Linked DNA regions of Siniperca chuatsi: region 2 is linked to region 1. A link is a contact called in public Hi-C data. All regions are on one chromosome and are shown on one strand. The core of a region is the stretch at or near the end of the contact, and the rest is flanking DNA. Distances in the headings are between cores, read along the strand shown.

Region 1 (7,031 bases), core at 3,218-5,717:
TGTGTGAGACCTGAAGCACATTAAAAAAGATTCATCTTTATTTAACCAGCAGGCGCAGGGTAAGTGTCTTGCTCAAGGGCACATTGTGATGATATATGAATGGAGAGATGGTCTCTGTAATGTGTCGCCTGGCAGTGAGGGAACCAAAAAGTCACCTGCCTGTTTCCTTTACTTTACTGTTAAGTATATTTAGCCACTGTGTAAAAATAAATAGAGGACTTTCAGGTGACATTCACAATATTTCTAGCAGATCTTCAGATGGACCATGAACAGCTGATTGCACTTTTTAATGTATTACTTGATTTCACAGTTAAATTCAATAGAGACATTTTGGCTGTTCCACTGGCCTCCAAGGATTTGTCAACAGTGTTCTGCAAAGCTGAGACATTATATTGCTTTGGTTAATATTCTTAGGTATGGCTGAGTGTTGAATCTCAATACTCTTTTAATAATACATTTCTCCATTCATTGATAAAAAATTGTGAAGTACCGAAATTTGGCATTGATTGCTTGGTTAGACCCTTGAGTATGTATAAACTGGATGTTCTGGATGTCACTTCTAACTTTAGACTATGTTATTTAGGAAAACGTCTCTATTTAACACTGATGCACTGAGCAGTTTGGCAAATTTTGTTAGCTGAAAAAAGGATTAAAAAAGGATTAAAATATTTATACTCTGCAAACAATATTTGCATGTATTAAAAAAATATATAAATATTGTTTTGGTATCCAAATGGTATTGGCATAGATGTCAAGCCCAATTTTTAGGTAAACTGTACTTCCAACTAATAAGAACACGTAATTTTAACAAAGTTTAACAATGATTATTTTGTTAGCATTCAACAGCTCCAGATCAAATTAATCTGCAGTCAGAACGTCATGGGAGATGTAGTTGCTAACCAGAGGGGCATTTGGAGGAACTTATGGCAGAAGTGGTTGCCCTGTACAAGAATATAATAATTCTCACTAGAGAATTTGGAGCACACAAAATAATTAACTTTATAGTGCGTAAACTGTTTCAGACACAGCTGGTCTTTAGCCATCATACACACAAGCTCAATCACAGTTTACCCACAAACACATTATCTCAGAGTTTCTACATTATTGATGGAAACATGACTTTACTTGATAATCTCCTGGCATTTCGGGTCATATGCTAGCACTGTGTGATGGTGTGTCACACAGGCTTCATCTGTTTGGTATGCCTGTGTTTGGTTTGTGCATTAGTCAGCCAGTACAGTGTATTTACAGAGTGAGGTTTGCAGTTTAGAATAGCGTTTCAGACCAGCCGGAAGGGAATTCTTTTACGACTTTTACGACACCTCAGTTGATAGCATAGCATTATGTTCCCTGTTGGTTGGTCTTATGCTAAAAAATAAAAGCTGTGATAAGTAGATTACTTAAAGCCACTATGTTTAGAAATAGAACATTTCTGACGATAGCGCCGCCCCAGTGTCAAAAAAGACTGCAATAACCAATATGTTACTTCTTCCACTCTTACTACCAGAGAGTGACAAAAAAAGCAATGACATGATTACACAACCTGATGTAAAGCTGAATTAAGGAAAGAAAATTCAAAAAATAAGTTACCAAATAACCAAATGGATTTTATAGAGAGAAAAGTATGCTACATACAGATAAATAACATCTACTCTAAGTGTCTGTGCACCTGAGTAACATCTAACTGTAAAAATTTTGTTCTATAGTTTATTTGACCTGAACAGTACACATTAACTAACATTATTAGAGTTAGCCAAAAGTCTAGTTTTCCTTCTGTCCCTGACCAGATGTTCATCTTGGCTCCATAAAATTAAAAGCTTTGTTCCATTCTGATCCCAATCTGAGTGTGGGAGTAAAATGCCCACTTAAATGTCCAGAGCATTTAGATGAGAAAAAATGCAAAGAATTTAGATATGAACGCAGCGAGGCGGGAGGACTGTTTCCCTTTGCTCTTTGTCTGCGTTTCTATCTCCGTGGCGTTTGTTTGGCTGTTTGGCTGTCGACTGGTCGGCTGTTTTGGCGTCATGCCGGCTCTTCCCTCACAGTGATGACGACATATTTGTGCCGGCAGGTCTGGATGTTCTGCCAGCATTCCAGCATTTATGATCGCTCGCAGATGTGAGTCCAGGAACACACTGTACTGTACCCAAACCCAGAAATTAATGAAACTTGACTGCCTTCCAGGCCACAAATTCCTAAATGTGTGTGTGTGTGTGTGTGTATGTATGCATGAGTGAGAGGAGAGACAGGAGACTCAAGGGAGGGAGGAGTGGCGGGGGGGAAAGTGCTATTAAAAGCAAGTAGTAGGAAAAGAAGTAGTTCAGAAAAAAAAATAAAAGTATGGCCCAAAGTGTTAAGCGGTTTGCATGTACATTTTTAACCACAGCTGATGTTCTGTCCTGCATGCGTGCACGCACACACACACATACACACGTATATCACTGCTGTTTCCCTGGGTACATTAACACAGGATGACATACAGAGCGGATAAACAGTAGTAGCTCATGCTTTAGTAGCATAACATTACTCCTTCTCTGCAACTTAAAGCTCCCCCTTCCCCTGCACTTCTTGTAATACTTCCCCTGGCCGGTTGATTTACTGTTCCAAACACCACTGGGATTATGCAGCTGGACAAATCTCAACTGGGTTGCATTACATGAGAGGAGGGCACGTCGGGGACAGACAAGTGAGAGGCAAAACAGTGCAGGGGTCGACTTATAATACTGTAGCATCAGCCGTTGCTGTCAGACTGATATTTTTATTTCCTTACCAGAGGATTGGGGGGACTTGTTAGACTTCTGTCCTGAGCAAATGTGACTAACGTGTTGCTCTGAGCAGCTGCGCTCCTTAGCCAGAACTCAGTGTACCTGTGCCGCGGGCTTCTTGGAAACGCAGTGTTTTTAAAGAAATAAAACATTAAAAATAGCCCGGCCAAACAGTATGTGAGGGATAATCCTCTGGGTGATAAAGTCTCTGGCTGACCAGGTTGACAGCTCTGTGTCTGAACGCACACTCAGACTAGATGGCCAGTTGCCTTAAATGTCATTTTGCTCTGCGTGGTTCTACCAGACACCTGTAGCTGCCTTCCTGGAAGAGGCAGCTAGCCCCAAAATGACATCTGGACTTGGGCTCTCTATACACAAGAAAAATAACAATCTAATGGCCTGATTGATATGAAATTTGCACATTAAGGCTCCCCAGAGGATGAACCCTTTTCATTGTGGGCACAATGAAAGCGCCATCCTCCTTTTTTTATTTTTAGCTCCACTACTGGTAAGAATAGCAAAATCCTGAGTATGTTGTTTGTTCCATCCAACACATTTAGGTGTTGCAGCCTCTAAGGGTTTCTGGTTGAGCTTGAGACTTTTATTCTCATAAAATATTTGATACTGTATCCTTGGTACTGCTGTAAACCAATAAATATCTTGACCAAGCCTTTTGTTAGATTCTATCCCATTTCAGTTGTATCGTGTATCCCAAAAATACAACACATTTCCCATGAATCCTGTCGCTCCCTGTCACACTTTGATGCCGAACAAGGATTAATATTTTAGAAATAATTTTTCTATTTGCAGTTTTCATTCCGTCCGATAGCCCCAGACAAAGTCTACACAGGAAGAACAGGGCCTCTTCCTGTTTTGTGATTCAGCTGATTAGTTAAAAATGTAGATTTGAGACTAGGCTGTCACTCTTCTTGACATTGATCCTGTTTGTATATGGTCTCAAAATGAATGAGGGAATACATTAATGCAAAATCACGATATTGATATAAAAACAAGCAGAAATACAAGTATAGTAACAATCATTTAATTAAAATGAATAATTTGAAATGCAATCAATAGACTATCAGTAGGTGGAATTGTTAAGGTCAGTACAGAACTATGCAGTTGTCATTAGCAAATCTACTTGCTTTAATGGCCAAAATCCAAAGAACCACTAACAAATATACTTTTAATCATATACTTTGCAGAATCTCTACAATAAGTAACACAATTTAGAATCATCTGTGCAAGCTAATCTCTTATTTACAAGATGTGCAAAAGATGAATCTAAATGAAATAATTCCACAAGTAATCAGCTTTTGTCCAACAAGCAGCTCCAGCAGATTAGTTTGTAATCAAATTACTGAAGTCCTTTTCCTGTGGTATTGGTTACTCTAAAGCCTGTCAATCACAAAGTTAGACACGGAAGCTCAAAGTTGACTTTTCAGCCCTCTCTATTTTCAGACAAGAATAAAAAAAAACAGGAGGACTTGATCTTATTCCTTTTATTACAGGGATATTGCAGCTTTAAATCCTTTTGGTTGCTAAGTAGTGAGTGCCCCTGTGCTCCCTTAATGGGCCTGATTTGGTATTCCGCTCTGATGCCAAGTCTTATTTTTGTATGCGAGACAAAGTGTTTTGATGGAGGGTGATTGCTGAAACGTCTGTGTGTCTACCAAAGGCTGTTTTTTTTTTCTTTTTTGGTGGAGAGTGAGAGTTTTATGGCCTCTCACAGTACAGTACACTTTGTGCCTTCTGCTCAAAACAAGAACACAGTCGATTGAATTTTGGATTCGCTTCATCATCCCTCCCTCCTCCCAGCAGCTTTGTTGTCAGCGAGCAGCATGTGTGTGTATGTGTCTGAGAAAGAGAGATGTGAGTGCTCGCTGTGTGTGCTAGATGCGTGTGTGTGTGTGTGTTTTGTGTGTGTGTGTGGTAAAAGTCAATTATTGCAAAAGGCTGCCAATTAATTTGCTCTCCTGGAAATTCGAATGATACTGTAGAACGCACACACTCAAACACATGTGTACACACAAACCAAGCACACACACACTCTTACATGAGGTAAACTGTACACACATACACACACACACACGCACTGCTCACCATTATCTTGAAAAGAGGGAGAAGATGCACAGGCTGCAGACATTTGTTTGCTCTAGAGTGTGATGTTAAATTAGGTCGTGTGTGTTTGGGGGGCTCTTACTGGCTGAATAGTGAACATTGCTCAAGGGGGCTAAAACAGGATCAGGTGGAATTGTTCGGTCTAGTCTCCAGGTATTCTGGGAGTGTCTTTTTTTTTAGGCAAAGGGTCCTTCAGACTGTTTCATGCCGTCCGGATGACAGAAGGGTTGAGCTGATTGTGAGTCCTTGTGGCACTTATCTGGACACAAAAAGCCAGTCAGTGACATCACCATAATCATATTCCCCCTGCTAAGATTTATACTCTAAGTTACCAGATAAATAAAAACTCCTGTATAGTGTATGCAGTCAAATGTCAATAGAAAAAAAAATGTTTTTGTGTAGGGAAGTAGTAGAACTTCTCTACCTGCTTATTAATACTGTGTGTGTTACATGTGACAAACCCATCTGGCTTTTAATGCGTTGCAAAATGAACATAACAAGGAAATGTATTTGCAAATACTGTCTGGTGTGGCTGAGTTTTAAAAAGGGAAACCAAAGTTTACCAAGGAAAACTTCAGTTATGTACAGCTTGTATGTCAGAGTGTACATGTGTGGTACTGGCAAGGTCCAGTTGTGCAATTCTGTATAGCAATTAGTGGTATCTGCCACATTTGGAGGAGGCGCTGCTATGTGTATCTGGACAGCACATGTTGATATAAGCCGTGCTTGATTTTTTTAAAATCTTTTTTTGTATATTATTCTTTGATATGTAATTATTGCACAGATTATATCTCAAGTTCTATAGCCTTATCTCACATTGACCAGGTTGGTCTACATGCATGTACAGGTGTGTGTGCTATCTGTGTGTGTTGGGGGGGGGTTGTTAAACAGTTTCTGAATGCATCACAAACACCCCCCTCCCAAAACAGAAAAGAAAAAAACCCGTGGCAGTATGAGAGGTGGGTAGTACAGGGGGGAGATAAGGTTGTGAGAGCAGGAGGCTAAATTTAAATCGTAATTGGCCGACTTCCACAAGCTTGTGGGCATTTTAATGAGTCATAATAACTTCATTTAAAACCAGCTGAGCAGAAAATAGATTGGAGAGGAGCCTGTGGCTAGTATGGATTTGTGTTGCTTTGTGCGAGTGTGTGCACAGGCGTGTGAGTATTGAGCTTGACTGTAAAACCTACAGACATGCGCACACACACACGCGCACGCGCACACACAGTGCAGAAACTAACTGGTGTGACATGTATCCAGGACAGCTCACAGAATAAAACTGAGCTGCTTTTCATGCAGTGTCTGTGTGTTGGTAGATGGTAATGACACAATCAACACATTTTTAACGTGGTGACCATGACACACTAACTCTATACTTACTACTAATTTACAGCGCTCAATATCCAAACAATATCTAGTGTGAGGATGGAAATAGATTTGCAGAAGAAATATGTAAAATGTGAAAGATAATGAAATTAAGGGTGTTTTCACTGTAGCCTTATTAAACCTGCTGTCAGGATGTGGGCACATGCAGGTATGATTGACATATTGTACAACTCACCTCACCTGTTTGTACCTGTTGGGGTGGGACCAGTTACAACCTTAATATTAGTACATGGAGTTAGTCTGGTGACAACTAACTTTGCTCACATAATTCCCCTGCACACTGTTGCTCCACCTTCCACCAACCTGAGCAGAGAGCATCGCTAATATTCACATTATGGTCCACTATATACAGTAGTGTCTTCGCCGTTATGTAATATTGTCAGAATGTCTAGTGATGATTATTAGAATCTATACAGTGGACTGAAAGTATCCCACAATGCATTGTAAAAAGTAAGGTACAATCGATGGTCACTAACTACCTACTGTATGATGTTAGTTAGCTTTTGCCAACAAACACACTATATAGTCCACTACATACAGCTTCATATATAGTGAGTAGTGAATTAGTGAATGACTGCGGACACAGCTCATATCCTTAATGTTTTCAGCTGTTGAGATGTCCTCGTTCTCTGCTTTAATCACCTTCAAATCCTCTGTCAAATTCACAAAATCGTCACCACATGACAGTATAAATGTAATAATAACAAGTGTGGTAAATTTTCTTTATTTATCATCTACCGATTTTTATTAGTCATTACT
Region 2 (7,031 bases), core at 1,287-3,786, 68 kb before region 1:
TGACTAAACTCATCATCCTGGATGACGAGGCCCTCCCAGCTTTGTCTTACTGCAGTTGGGTTGCAAATTGTTCTTCTTGCACCACCTGGCAAAGCTCCTCGTATAAGGAACTCAGCAGCCCTCAGTTGGATGTATTTTTACCTGCTGGGTTTTCCCAGTCAGTCAGTGGTGAATGTATTCTATTTGACCTCAGTGTTTTCTGTCTGGCTATGAACTGAGACATGTGCCTGAACCATTGACCGAAGTCATTTATGTATGTATTTCATCGTATCTATTCAACAAACTGTAATATTTAGTTTAATTCAATTTAAACTCAAATTCTCAGTCAAAACCAGAAATGTCAACCTGCTGGTGACGCTATACAAAAAGTCAGGGTCATTAGGATACATCATCTACAAATCATAAATTATGTGCCAGTCCACCTAGTAGATGTTGAGATATTTCAGGGGATAATTGAAAACTTTGACCTGCTTGTGGCATTAAATAAGGGTTTGTGGTCAACAAAGCCAATAGGATCTGGGGAACATAAATGTCTATACAAAAGAACAAAGATATAAATTTACATACACATTGTGCTCGTATTCTCCTCTTCCTTCTACTGCTGCAGCCATGATTTTTAAATCAAACTGACAAAAGTACTTAAATGTGGGACAATTTGTATTTGTGACTTTAGGAACTCAAAGTAGAGCTTACAAGGAGCACTTAAAGGGAACATAACAACAGAATTAAAATATAGTAAAATTGGTAAAGACTAGCCTCCAGTCAGTGATCATCATTAAGGCAAAAACATCAATCAACTTTATTTTCAGAGAAGCTCTAAAGTATGCTTTTACTATAAAAGACTCCAAGAGTTATATCAGGCCAAACAATAATGAGGTGTAACATCCACTGCGTCCCTGGTTATTGGTCAATAGAAAAAAGCAAGAGGAAAATTAAAGCTATGCTGAGAAACAATTAAAGTCTGTTAATGCACTGCAAAACCATCCGTCTGAAAGAGGTTCACTATATTGATCATTCAGGACGTATTTTTTATGAAACTTGTTCCCAGTGCAGTTTTTTTGTTTCATGTTTTTTCTTCAAATTAGTGTCAGTATCCTAAAACAAGACTGCTTCTGCAATAGACTCAAGAAAATGACATTTGATTCTGGGAAATTATTTGAATCCAATGCTTAATTATTTTGCCATTTTTACAAAAATCAAATTTCAGGAAGCTCAATATTAGATTAAGCTTGGGATTGTTGCCATGTGTTTTTGCTTGTATTACATTGCAATCACACAAGCTCTTTACTTCTCTACACACAAAGTTATTGCATCTTAACAGGATCAATACAGACATCTTAAGTCAAGTTAAAAGCATATTAATATGTTGAAATTTGCTGTGCTATCACAACAATGTTGACTGATGCTTCCACGGCATTGGCTGGCACGGCAAGGCTCACTCTTTTTGAACATAAGAGCTGACCCATGCCTTACGTTGTTGTCATAAGTGGTCATATGGCTATTGCATCTGTTCACGATTCTAACTGAGGTATCTGTCTGTCACATGATCATTGCTTAGCGATGATGTCTGCTCTGGACGGGCCATGCCAGGTTCACCACTGAGGGACGATGAATCTGTAGCCTGCTGGAACATTTTGGATTTAAGTGATGAATAATATAATTCTAAACCACTTTATATAATCTGTTCATTCCATGTCTTTCATGGTTTTGCATTTCTTTAACATACTATTGTCAGATTTATCAATAATAGTAGTAGTAGTTTGTATTAAGAATGAAATTGTTTATTCAAATAATAGTCTGAATACAGAGAGAAGCAGAACAGGGGCACTAATATAGCATAAAAATACAACAAAAGAAAATAGAAGTGGTCAGGCCACAGGAGTCCTCCACTAAATCACCCCCAGTTGCTCCCAGTTCTTAATATATTAAGACATTGGAAATGAACAAGACGGTGTAGTTATGTATTGAAAATGAACGTGAACACTTTTAACATCTTGAGATGCCAGATTTTAACCGGTTGAGATGAGATAACTTGGTGTGTGAGCATTTTTCTACACATTTGTTTGGCTTGCTAGTAGCCTAATACTGTCTCAGTCAAGTTTTTGCAGGATTTAATTTTTTCATCTGGTTTTGAATGTTCAATATTATTTATTTTTTTAAGCACCTTCGGAATTAATCTCATGTCGTGGAGGATGGATCAGATGCCTTTTTTTCCCCCTATCCTACCTTTGCATTCACCTGTGCTGTACTCTGCTGCCTCTTAAACATAATGAATGGATTGAAAATGGTTAGAGGGGGGCTTCAGGAGTACTTGACTTTTCCTCAGTCTGCCCCTGGCTGGAGTTTGAGAACCACTATAGGCTATATGTGCATTCAAACAGCTGGAGGGAGGGCAGTGTCGCTAACCTTTCACTGCCATACTGTAACACAGCCGTTTGACATGAGACAGCCCCCTAGGTGTCTCACTTTCTTAGTGTTTGTATGGGCTGGAGCGCAGCGCCGGCTGCCCGCCTGCCTGCTGCTCGTCTGGCTGACTGGCTGCGTTGACGTCAGCGCCGTGTTGATTTGCTAAGGCGAGAGAAGAAAGGAGTTAGTGCGTGTAGAGAGAGCGGGTACTGCGAACTGCCTTACTATGCTGTAGCCCCACTCCCCCTGCACTATACGGAATCAAAACGTGCAACTTAGGTGAGTACCAATCCGGGCTAAACGCAGCTGCAGTTTCCCGGCGACAAGTGCCAGACACGCTACTCTGCATGTGTCTACCACTGTTTTCTCTGTGTACTTTCATTCACCATGTGGATGTTTTGATGCATGTATAACGCTGGGGATCGTTCTGCTTGTCCCCGTTCAACCTCATGCTGAAGTTAACAGTAAACGCGACTTTGGCACGCAAGTTGGATCTGCGCACCGGAGTGCTGGATGAAAACAAGTGTTTACCTGATTGCGCTGCAAGGTGTTGAAGTTTGCATTAACGCACGGTAGTCTATTGTAGAGATGTTAAGGTTGACGTAACCCCCCCCCCTCCTCTCGGTCTGGTTTAGTATGCTGGAGATCGCAGCCAGAGGACGTGAGGTCTGGCTGTTTCACCGGGACCCAGACAACATATGACGCCCCCCATGTGACTTTACTGGAGAAATCGCGTTTGCTCGTTTTGATGGAAATTATGCAATTTTTAGACAACGACACTCTTGTCCGTCCTTGTGTCTCCAGACTCACCAGTGTGGTTTATTTAGCCGTGATGACATCATGATGAGGACTGGGGACACTGGTCTTTAATCTCGAAACAAGCCAAAATCCAGTCACTGTACAGTCAGACTACAATTGATTGACAGGCAAAGATGTTTGATTGGTTACCAATAATCGGCTTGCAGTAGCACGCGCAGCATACTGTGAGGTGGGGAACTGGTAACAGATGCAAGGGCAAATTGATTTGTTATCGAGACTGTCTGATCTCTCTCTTTCCCCTTTCACTCTTTTTCCCTTTATCCTTTAGGTATCTTTCTCAAGATCACACCTCCTTCTCGTTAGCTGTAAAGAGCCAGTATTTGAGTATTTCATCTTGCCTCAAACAAAGTCCACCTGTGCGATGATCAGAGGAGAGCTGGCTTGAATCGGCGAGAGATTCTGGCAGCTGTCTGCCTCGTGTATACTTTTTAGCACGCTCAGTGTCTCTGATTGTGCCCCTTAGAGACGCTGTACCATTTTGCTTTCTCCACATTTGTGTCTGTCAGTGTGGCTCGTGGTCTGGAATATTGAACGCTGTTTATTCTTGTTGTGGCTGGGTCGCCAAGGCGCGCTATGGCAGACAACTCGTGATCAGATTGATTATGCTGCCTTTCTGTGAAGTCGGCCTAATGTGGTTATTGTCAGCGGTCTACATTGTCGTCCAGCGAGAAAATCTCTCCTGGCTTAATGTACTTAATGTAGTGCGTGATGTTTTGCATAATGCATAACGCGCTGTATAATTTGTCTGGTGCGGCTGGCCAATATTAATGCTGTCTAGACGCACGTAGCCTTGTCCTTTATTAATAGAAAGCTAACAGACGCGATAAAGTCCCCAAACAGCAACTTTACATTGTGTCCCAGTGAAGCCACCGCTTGGTTGATAGCCCACAGAGCGCATCAAGCATTGATCGTTTACGGGGCCATAAATCGCAGCTATTGGCATACCTGTAATAAAGATAATGTCGGGTTTTAGGCATGACCTCTGTTGACCGAGAGGCTGATCTCAGTCAGATGAGAACCTGTGGTTTCATCATTACCTAGCTCCTATATCGATTTTATCAATGAAAAAACAAACTGTGCAGTCCCAAAAGCCGGCAATGCTATTTATTTTCCATGATCCTCACTGCAAACAATAGCTGCCAGCATCCTTTACCTCCTGTGTATTCAGATTTAGGCTTGTGTGGTTGTAGGTTTTTGAAGCGAGCTTAGATATCTGAGAATAATTGTTGAACCTCTTTTTTTCAAGTCTTCGTCTAGCTGGAAGACTGATGCTATTTCCTCTTTCTTTCGAGTCTGTGTGTGCGTTGTTCTCAGGCAGGGAGGAAAGAAAAGAAGTGCTCACAAACTTCTCGTTTTATTCCTCATTTTTGAAATGAATATTAAGCTCTTTGAAAATTAAATTGGCGATTCTAAAAGGAAATGAAAATGTTCTAAATAGAACACGATGAACAGAACTAAATGAGCCTACAAAATGTGTCTTTAAAAACCTCATATATTGAATAGATTGAGTAGATAAAAATTGGACATCATTGAGCTCATCCAGGATGTGGGTCAATGGATTCATCCATTCATTTAGAGTATATATAGTGGCAAGACTGTTTATTTAATTGTAGTAATAAAGAGAGCATTGTTTCAGTGTAGGTCATAATAATTAGTTGAATAATCATGTTAACAGGAGTCTCAGAGACAATCATTCATATAAAGTACATATAGTGGTGAGACTATTTAATTCAACCCTCTCCTCATTATTTTAGTGTATGGTCAAAGTATGCTGTAGATATGAGGTGGAGCAACATGTTGCCCTGCTAACTTGGATAATCAAGTTAACAGCAGTCACAGGGACAATCATTCATTTGGATATTCGACATTAGTGACTAAGAGCAGAGCAGGGTGTTTGGTGCTGCAGCGTTGTGTGCTTTTTCCTCGTCCTGCTTTCCTTTCCATCCATTTCTGGCCGCTGCTCTCTGCTCCCGTCTGTGATGGGAATACTGAGTAAGATGCTATTTAATTTCAGAAAGGCTGCTGACGGTCTTTGTGAGCCAAGCAGCAGTGAAAAACCGCAGTTCACACTTGTTTAACTGTGTACATCCCCATCAGATAACCGAATGAAGACATCTTTTTAACATAACATATGTTGGACTGATTGGTATGCAGGGTGAGCCTGTTGGACGGCTCACAAATTGTCTCCCTTCAGAAATCTACAGTCAATACTCTCTGCTGATTTTAAGAACAATGCCTCTGCACTGAGTTGTGTTTACCATCCCTGCAGGATATTTGCAATTTGAAACTCCACTGACTTCACACTTGCCATTTAAAAAAATAAATAGTGGTATACTTTAAATACATTTAGTGACAAATAATTACATTTTATTTTCAAAATGTAATTAATTAACGTGCTTTGTATAGTTTTGTGAAAGATGACAATTTTTTATGCATTTTTTTGCATTTTATTAAAAAAGAACATTCATTAATTCATTCAATTTAAAAAATAATAATTATTGGATTTGAAAGTGTAAAGACCAGTGGTTGTGCTGTACAACATTTTTGCTGTTGTGTCAGAATTTACCAGAACTGATATATTTTTTTCTCATTCTGTTTCTCCATCCAGGTTTCATCTTGTTTACAAAGATAGCTAAAAACACTGCTGAGTGGGGAAGGCGAGCCTCATGAGTCGGCCTCGTGGATTGCATCGACATAATGGATTTAACTAAAATGGGTATGATCCAGCTCCAGAACCCCAACCACCCCACTGCCCTGCTGCAGAAGGCCAACCAGATGCGTCTGGCCGGGACTCTGTGTGACGTGGTCATCATGGTAGACAGCCAGGAGTTCCACGCTCACCGGACTGTGCTAGCCTGCACAAGCAAGATGTTTGAGATCCTCTTCCACCGCAGCAGCCAGCATTACACCCTGGACTTTCTTTCACCAAAGACATTTCAGCAGATTTTGGAGTATGCTTACACTGCCACGCTCCAGGCCAAGGTGGAGGACTTAGATGACCTTCTGTATGCAGCAGAGATCCTGGAGATTGAATACTTGGAAGAGCAATGTCTCAAGATCCTGGAAACCATCCAGTCCTCAGATGAGAATGACGTGGAGGTCAATGTTAATGATGGGAGCACAGAGGAGGATGATGAGCGCAAAGGCCACAATGGAGCCAAGAACTCCAAAAAGCATTCCGTGGAGAGTCCCTATCTGTCAGGTACCCAACAAGTCTCCATCATGGCTGGCATGTTGGACCAGAGTCCCTCTGTCTCCACCTCCTTCGGTGTCTCCACCCTGAGTCCCACCAAAGCTGCTGTTGACAGTTTGATGAGCATCGGCCAGTCTCTGCTCCAGCAGGGCTTTGAGGGTGAACAACTTGTCCACGGCAACTCCCACCACCTGATGACTGAGATCAAGACTGAAATGATGCAAGTGGACATGGGTGGCAATGGCCATGAGAGCCCACCCAACATGGAGTCCAGTGCCTCCAGCAATGGAGACCGAAGTGGGGAGGACAGAAACCGAGATGGTCCAGGAACACCAACCAGGAGCAGCGTAATCACCAGTGCCCGCGAGCTACATTATGTCCGCGATGAAGGCATGGGCGACCCTCAAGCTGAAGTCAGCCAGATGGGGCTGGAAGCAATGGCCGGAATGACAGAGAAGCATCTGGCCTCGCTGTACTCCCTACCTGTCAATCATAAATCAGATGCCATCATGTCAATGCCGGCATCCATGGCCTCCACTCTCCCCATATCCCCAGCCCTGGCTATGTCTATGGACTTCAGCGCCTACGGGGGACTCCTGCCTCAGAGCTTCAT

The links. Hi-C and Micro-C count contacts between places; a contact is called where the count stands out from the background.
Region 2: a contact with region 1 is called in a Hi-C map of liver, with 2.6 times the contacts expected there. The contact joins the promoter of zbtb16a here to the enhancer-like site in region 1. A contact is called at or near these places in 2 of 3 Hi-C or Micro-C datasets (liver and an unstated tissue).

What each region holds. Positions count from the first base shown.
Region 1 is chrLG14:22,419,012-22,426,042 of ASM2008510v1, reverse strand. The region is part of intron 3 of zbtb16a (zinc finger and BTB domain-containing protein 16-A); the gene reads left to right. Among protein-coding and RNA genes, the nearest start is that of zbtb16a, 67 kb to the left of the region's middle. Within about 2 kb of position 4,467, the one cell type or tissue checked has an H3K27ac peak away from gene starts, as active enhancers do. A contact at or near this core is called in liver, where this site is marked.
Region 2 is chrLG14:22,484,995-22,492,025 of ASM2008510v1, reverse strand. It overlaps zbtb16a (zinc finger and BTB domain-containing protein 16-A), which reads left to right and starts at 2,536. Exons shown (of 7, transcript XM_044221764.1): 1 at 2,536-2,685; 2 at 5,834-7,031. The coding sequence starts at 5,923.